2 separate regions of the Mus musculus genome follow, and region 2 is linked to region 1. Evidence: chromatin contacts called from public Hi-C data. All regions are on one chromosome and are shown on one strand. The core of a region is the stretch at or near the end of the contact, and the rest is flanking DNA. Distances in the headings are between cores, read along the strand shown.

The links. A called contact is a pair of places that touch in the nucleus more often than the background predicts.
Region 2: a Hi-C map of bone marrow-derived macrophages shows a contact between it and region 1, with 21 read pairs. The contact joins two enhancer-like sites. A contact is called at or near these places in 4 of 484 Hi-C or Micro-C datasets (bone marrow-derived macrophages, liver, macrophages and 1 more).

Annotation. Positions count from the first base shown.
Region 1 is chr13:101,907,708-101,911,624 of GRCm38.p6, forward strand. No RefSeq gene overlaps it. Among named protein-coding and RNA genes, the nearest start is that of Gm41044, 100 kb to the right of the region's middle. Within about 2 kb of position 1,409, at least 31 of the 459 cell types and tissues checked have an H3K27ac peak or open chromatin away from gene starts, as enhancers often do. A contact at or near this core is called in bone marrow-derived macrophages, where this site is marked.
Region 2 is chr13:102,088,449-102,092,265 of GRCm38.p6, forward strand. No RefSeq gene overlaps it. Among named protein-coding and RNA genes, the nearest start is that of Gm41044, 76 kb to the left of the region's middle. Within about 2 kb of position 1,308, at least 40 of the 459 cell types and tissues checked have an H3K27ac peak or open chromatin away from gene starts, as enhancers often do. A contact at or near this core is called in bone marrow-derived macrophages, where this site is marked.

The sequences.
Region 1 (3,917 bases), core at 159-2,658:
TGTTCTCTATTCTGAGCCAGTGACCCCTGCTTACCACCTATGGGACCTCACTTGATCGCCACTTGATGATGTGACTATGATTCCGGGAACCTTTACTTGGCAGCCATTTGTGAAACATACTGGGATCAGAACAAAATGGAAAGAGGAACGATGTGCGTCCGTGGGCTTTTGAATGAGCTCAGGCTTGGGAATACCGGCAGGCTTTCGGACTCTCATAGCTCTCAGTAACAGGTTTGGAAGGCCCCCTCTTCTTCTTTCTGTGTTACTCGGGGTTCAGTCACATGAGCGGTGACTCTGGGAGTTACAGGACAACATAAGTACTTCCTAACTAGATTGCACAGTTGTGGGAAATGAGGGGAAGCTGGGGGACAGATCAGAGGCCTTCCTAGCTAGTCACTCAAGAAGCCAGGCACGTCCAGACATAGAAATGTGGAGGTAAAAGGGTGGGGAAAGCCTGTGGCTCTCAAGTATGTGATGATTGCTGAGGGGGCAGCCTCATTTCCGGTGGTCACCAGTGTAGAATACAGGCTGAGCATCAGAGGAGAGCCAGGGTAAATAAACTAGGTCCCCCTGGCATTCAGCGTCTGTTGCTTTCAACAACTGCAGTGACCTCCAGAGGGCCGAGGCTACTGCCCTTCTGTCTCCAAGTTTGAAACTGGTACCTATGTTTGGCCAATTTAGAGCCATTTGGATAAATGGAACATAATTTTAGCTTAATGAAACTGATTCTTATGGGTATGGCCCTAACCTCCTTGACTTTCCATGTCTTGATTCCCAGTAGCTCAGAAGGTGACAGTATTCAGAGACAGGGCCAGCAGAGAGACTGTGAAGCTCAGAAGAGGCCATTAGGATAGACTCTAACCAGTGCGACTAGTGGCCTTCTAAGAAATGTTGACATTTGTGTCAAAGGGATGACTATATGAACTCAGGACAGCCAGCCTCAAACCAAGGAGGGGACCTCAGGAGAAACCAACTCTGCAACACCTGATGTGTAACTTCTTATGTGGCTGGAATTGTAAAAGATGGATTTCTCTGTATAAGCCTCTTAGTCAATGCTATTTGTTTTATTATCCTGTTAGACTAATGCACTGAGCAATCCAGCACAATGACTTACACTTCTTATGCCAGAGTTTGCATTCTAGTTTCAATATTGATGTTGTTATTAATGAAGGCTTTGCAGCAAACATTGATGCAGCAGACAGCCTGGTGAGATAGATACTATTCATTATGTTTTTAATGGATGAATAAAATGAAGCATAGCTAACTCAGCTAACTTGCTTCAGTAATGTACAGAAATGCACAGTAATGAAGCTAGAATCCAAACCCTGGCAGCTTATTTCCAGTCCTTCCTCCCCTTGGGTCTCGCTGACCTCCAGGACACCTGACCTTTCTTTCCACTTCAGCAGCGTCACTCTGTTCGTGGCACATCTTGGTTTAATCTTCCCCTTTTAGGTCATGAATCTAACTTCCCTGTCCTTTTAGTGGATTTCTGCTTTTGTTCACGGGGCAATCTGCCAGGGAACCCAAGTTTAGTCTTGGTGCACATATGGTTCCCCAACCACAGCAGGACTGTGATGACAAATGCATATTTCCCCTGGGAGTAGAGACTCATCATGTGATACAGGATTGCTCACATGGAGAAAAAGACCCGGGTAGTCAACAATCACTTCTAGAACAAAACTAGGTTTCTATGTCATCTTTCACAGTGGTTAGGGGTGTCCCACTCTGAGGTCACCTGAGTACCAGTTGATGTTAGCACCTATCTTGAAGTTCAAGAAATCACATATTTGTGAAGCTACTATTTTTGTATCAAGCATCAATGAATCTGCTTAAACCAAAAAGATATGTGTATATGAATGGCCAGAGTTCCCAAGATGGCAGATTCAACTTCATTTGGAGTAAAGAGGCAAGAGAAAGCCACTAGACATGCCAAAGAACCCATGAACACAGAGTTCTCACTTCCCATTGCTGACAGATTGAATTATAATTATCCATCCTGATTTCAGAAACAGTCCATACAGTGTGAAGTTGAATCCTTTCCTGACATTAAAAACACACATTCCTTTCTCATTTTAAAAGATGCAAATGATGCCCAATGCATACCCTGTCTCAGTAGGAAAAGCGATAGCCAGCTAGAACTCTGATATCAGATATAGAACCGTATGATTTGGAGTTTGCCCAGCTGGGTTTCAGTCTTGCTTTGGTCCAGGATTTCCTCATGTTGCCCCAACGCCTCCCTTTTGGGAAGGTAACGTATATTCTGTCTCATTGTAATTTGGACATATGTAACTCACTTTTTGATTTTACAGGGGGCTACAATTAAGACAGTACTTTGATTCTCAGGGCACTGTGTTGAGACTATTACAGAATATAGCTTTTGAAGTTAAGCTAAATAAACTTTGCATTATATTATGGCCAAAAACCTAAGGGGGCTACGGAGTGAAATGAGGAGCTTGGATGTGAATATTCCCTCTAAGCTAAAATATTTGAACATCTGGTCCCCAGTTCATGGAACTGTTTGGGAAAGCTTAGTAGGTGTGGTCTTGTTAAATTGTGCCACTAGAAACAGGCTTTGGAGGGTAAAACAGTTATATGATTCCCACTGTGCCAGTGTGCTTGTGCTTCTCTCTGTCTCTCTCTGTCTCTGTCTCTGTCTCTGTCTCTCTCTTTCTCCCCCCACCTCCACTACCCCTGCCCTCTTTGATCAAGATGTAAGCTCTCAGTTGTTCCTTTTGTGAACTCCAATCCTTGAAAACCATAAACTAAATAAAATTCCTTTTTTTTTCTCCTGTAAATTGACTTGATCATGGTGTTTAGTTACAGTAATAGACAGTAACTAGGACAATTGGCAACTCCGAACTTCATTTATGTCATATTGCTACATGATAAAACTTTGTTAACACTTTCCTTTTGTTCTATACTTGGCTTCAAAAATACTTGGGAATGAAAATGGAAATAGTGTTACAAAGAGAAAACTCTAGTGAAGGCATTCTAGTTAGGAGTGCCTTCATGGCCTGTCCCGTCTACTGTCTGTCAATCGCATGGGCTCCCATGCTTGGTATGATAAGTTGTGTCTGCTTAACAGTTGGAAGAGGAGGCTGTATGCTTTCACTGTGCAATGGGCCTCTGAAAAAGATGCTCCTGCTTAGGAGTTGTCTCCATGCCAGTTCTCCTTGGCATGAATACAGACTGGAGCAGGATTGCAGTGTACGAAAGGGTAGAGAATGGATAGCTCAGGCTCTTTGAGCCACAGTCGCTTGTCTCTGTTCTATGGCTGTAACTTAAAAGCACCTACTAAGGCTAGGGATGTAGCTCAGTGGCTTGTGTACAGCCTTACGGTGCCATCTCCCACACCTCACATCCACAGGAAAGGTAGATAAATTAGTGCATTTTGTGAAATTTATTCATAAAAACAAATAGAGGGAACTCTACTCATGGACTGTAGTTTGCAAACCCTGAACCAAATAATTTGGATTTAGGTTATCATGTCTGCCTAAGACAGTGGTTCTCAATCTTCCTAAGGTTGCAACCTTTTTAACACAGTTCCTCATGTTGTGGTGACCATGAAATTATTTTCATTGCTACTTCATAAATGTAATTTTGCTACAGTTATGAATCATATTGTAAATATCTGTAATGTCTGAGGGTCTTAGGAGACCGCTGTGACAGGGTCATTCAATCCTAAAGGGATCAACCCACAAGTTGAGAACCACTGGTCTAAGATGGTGTGGACAATATTCTACCATCCTTGGCATACATAGAACACATTTATCATTTTTGCAAAAGCTAAACTATTTATACTATTTTCCCTAGTTTTATGTTCATTAGTAAATGTGATAATCTTGTCAACTTCATTGTGATTTATTCAATAAAGTGGATTGAGACTCAAAGCTTTTTGCTCACCACAGTACTGCATA
Region 2 (3,817 bases), core at 58-2,557, 180 kb after region 1:
GACTGCAGTGAGACACCAGTGGGGACATACTAATGAATGGCATGGATTTCAGGGGATGATGGGAAAAGTCTTCATGGTTATCATGTGCCAACAACATGCTGGAGCCTTGGTTCTTGTTTCATTGAATCCTCCCAACATTTCTGGGAAGTTAATGATGTCATTCTTATTTTATAGACAAGTGACTTATGACTCTGAGGGGCAAAAGCCTGTTGTGACTAGGAAGACAGCAGATGAGAGGTAATCATGGTGAATGTAAGTCTTAAATTCAGGTGCCAAAGATGACTTTTGCCTTAGTCCAAGCAGCCAATCCTTACACATTAACATGGAAAAGGAATCAGAAGAGGGAAACCTGAATCCTGACAGTAATGACAGAGGGAATAGCAGGTAAGGGTTGGACTCGGAGCTTCTGGTGTTATTCCATGTAAAAGCTAATTTTTATCGTCTCCTGTTTTATCCCTAAACAAACAAACAAACAAACAAACAAACAAACAAACAAAAATGCCGAGATTGCAATTAATTCCATTATGCATTTCTTTGCAGTAACATAAAAAACCTAATTTCATTTCATCTTTGTAAATGTGATGGACCACTGAAGGAGAAACACGCAGTTTTCATGGCTCCTGGGTACAAAAGACCCAAAGAATGGATGTGCACGAGTGATATGGGTTTCACCTTGAGAAACATAAGGCTTTGCAGTGGCCACCCCTCATTGGAGGGTGACAGTGAATTAGATGACAATGTGTTATTTATAGATGTGTATACAAAGGGGATTCTTTATGCAGTTGTAAGGTGAGACTGAGTGGCTTTCTAATTTTTTCAAGACTGAGTGGCTTCTAATTTTCAGGGGAAGTAGTCACATAGCATGATTAAGGATAGAGCTATGGAGTCAGATGAGGTTGGAATTTGAGTCCGGACTCCAACACCTGCCAGATGTGTGCTTTAGGCGAGTTACTTAACTTCTCCAAGTCTATGTTTCCTAATGTGCAAAAAGGAGTTCATTATACTTATCTCCGGGGGTGGGGGGAGGTGTTTTAAAGATTAGGTTAGCTAGTGCACAGACAGCACTTAGCTGGGAACTGGGCATATATTAAACAATCATAAATGGTGATTATTGCTCTTATTAGCATGGGGCCTCTGGGAGGTGAGTGGAAATGAATCCTATAGAAATCTCCTAACCCCCACCTTAACTCCCGGGCTCCCTCCTCCTCTGCTTGGCCTCAGCAACAGAAGATGACTGGAGAGCTGCCTGCCAAAGATGATGCACTCATGATGAATCAATTCCTCCCCCAGCAAATAACGAAGTTTGAGTTTCCTGTTTCCTGCCGGTGGCTTTGTGCACCCTGGACAGACAGTCAACTGCGCTAACGAGTCTTACTCCTCCAACTGCTCTGCAGGTTCTGGGTAATGAGCATGTGGATTTTGGCTGCCACAAAAGGAGGTCACCAGGGGTGTCTCCTTAGAACTGTGTAGCAACACATGTTACAGTTTTGGGCCTAGGTCTTCTGTAAACATGAACAGATGATAACGGAAGGGCGAATTTTATACAAAGATAAGAAAAGCAATAAGAAAACATACTTTTAAAAAATAGGAGTTATGAATCTAAACCTCATTTCTAGGTTACACAGTCATTTTTGATGCATAGTGAACATGTGTCTGTGTTGCAGTAAATCCCCAAACCCAATAAGCCCATGCAAAAACACATAACATAGTTATAATATAAGCCGCACACCACTACACTAACCTATTCCCCAGCTATGAGATCCCTTGCTATTTGTGGCTTCTCTAGACCATGTGGTTCTGCTCCATCTTCCTTTCACCTCTTCTCCCGCCCTCTGTCCTTCTTCTGTCATTCCCTACTCTTCCCCCACTCTCTAAAATCTCCAGCCCCACCTTTCCCTCCCATTGCCCAATCACAGACCGTAGCCTTTATTTGACCAGTTAGAATGAGAAGTTTCATATGAAATCACCTTAGTACTTGTTCCACTCCTCATCAGGGCAGCCCCTCTTGAAGCAGAATTACCATCAGAATACAAACAGCCAGAACATGCCTGTCTTCCAGCATGTAGCAGCTGAATTTGGTGATGCTACAACTATACCATGTCATGGGGCAGGATTAGGAGTGACCATTCTTCCCTGGACCGTATCACAACACTGACTAATAGTTCTGTCCTTGTTATCTTTATAATCATTACTATTCTCTTTACCAAAATTCAAAGCAAAATAATTTGCTCTCTGTTTGAAAAAGTGTTGCACTGAGAAAATGTTGTGGCATCAGATATCTGTCCTAAAAATGATGCCAGCCTACTGGTGGGCAACTCTGAATAAAAGCAGATTGCTAGCAACAGTAATGGCAAAACGCCTTCCTTTGATAGCTTATAGCCCAGGAGGTTTTCTTTAAGTCAATGGATCTTTTAAATTTTGCCAAGTGATTTGATTCCTATGACAACCATTCTTGTGTAGCAAAGGGTCTGCCATAAAAGCAGAGCTAGAGCGCGGAGGACTGATGTTTGTGAGTGCACCTCTTTGTCTCGGATGGTGAAGCATTTCCTCTTGGTGAAAATCGGCTGGTCAGCCAAGTGAACCTGAAGAAGTGGCTGGGAAGTTAGTAGGTATTAAGCAAGAGGGTTGATTTTGAAGCTGGATTATTGTGTGCTGTTGTCGCTAACCACACAATGACCTTACCAGGACTGTGCCCATCATGACCTGTGTTAGTGAGCAACAATTAGGAATGGTCAGACACCAACACCAACACCAAGACAAGAGGTATGTATGCCCCATGAACTCTGCTAGAGATAAGCATAACCATCTAGAAGTCCAAAGACTGCAGTTAACCCTGGCCATTCTCTGGATTCCCACTCATAAACACATCCATCCCAATCATCCTTATAAGCCTTCTCTTGTACTTTCTGAATCTCGCTCTCTCTTCCTCTCCCTCTCCCGCCCCCCTCACACACACACACACACACACACACACACACACACACACACACACACACACATTCAGTTAAAATAAATAATGCACTTGTGATTCAAATAGTTATGTTCTGATCTCAAACTTCCCTGAATAATTTTGGATTTGCTTCTGGGAAGTTATCTTCAATGATTCTGCTTTTTTCTCAGTTCTGCCTACATCTACCCCTCTATATTGTTTTGCCCAAATATATTTATGAATGTATTCCTATTATCTTCACAAAGCTTATCTCAATTTTTTAAATTAAATTTGTCTGACATCTGTTAAAGTAACATTCTTTCAAAGACAAAAGTTGTCACTTTCCAACAAATGTGCAGGCAGACCTTATGGTTTTACTTAGCACATTGATTAGTGATTTCGTGAAAACCAGTGCATATAGTATTTGAAACTGTCTTGTATGGTCAATACTATAACATCAGAAACAATGATAAGTTTTGATACAGATGACATTTCTTGGTCAGACACAATACAGCTCACTCTGTGACAGTAACTATTTACTTCTCATTGTAACTACTGGTATGATTAATGGATGAAAAGCACCATATTAAAATTTACAATGACAGAGTGGTTAATCCCTGCAAAAAGTACAGCCTCATGACTCTACAGTACTGACACTATGCCCAGTAATAGAAAGTTGTCATTTGTCAGAAGCTATCTAGAATCTCTCACCTGCAAAACAAAACAAACACAAAACAAGCAACAAGCAAACCACTCCCCCTAAATATCCTTAAAAATGTCTTACTAAATTTCTCATCAATATTTCTTCTTTCTTCTGCCATGCCTTTACACAGTCAAAGCACTAGAAAGACATGTGTTTTTGCTGCTGTGTGCCCACTTCCTGCTTAT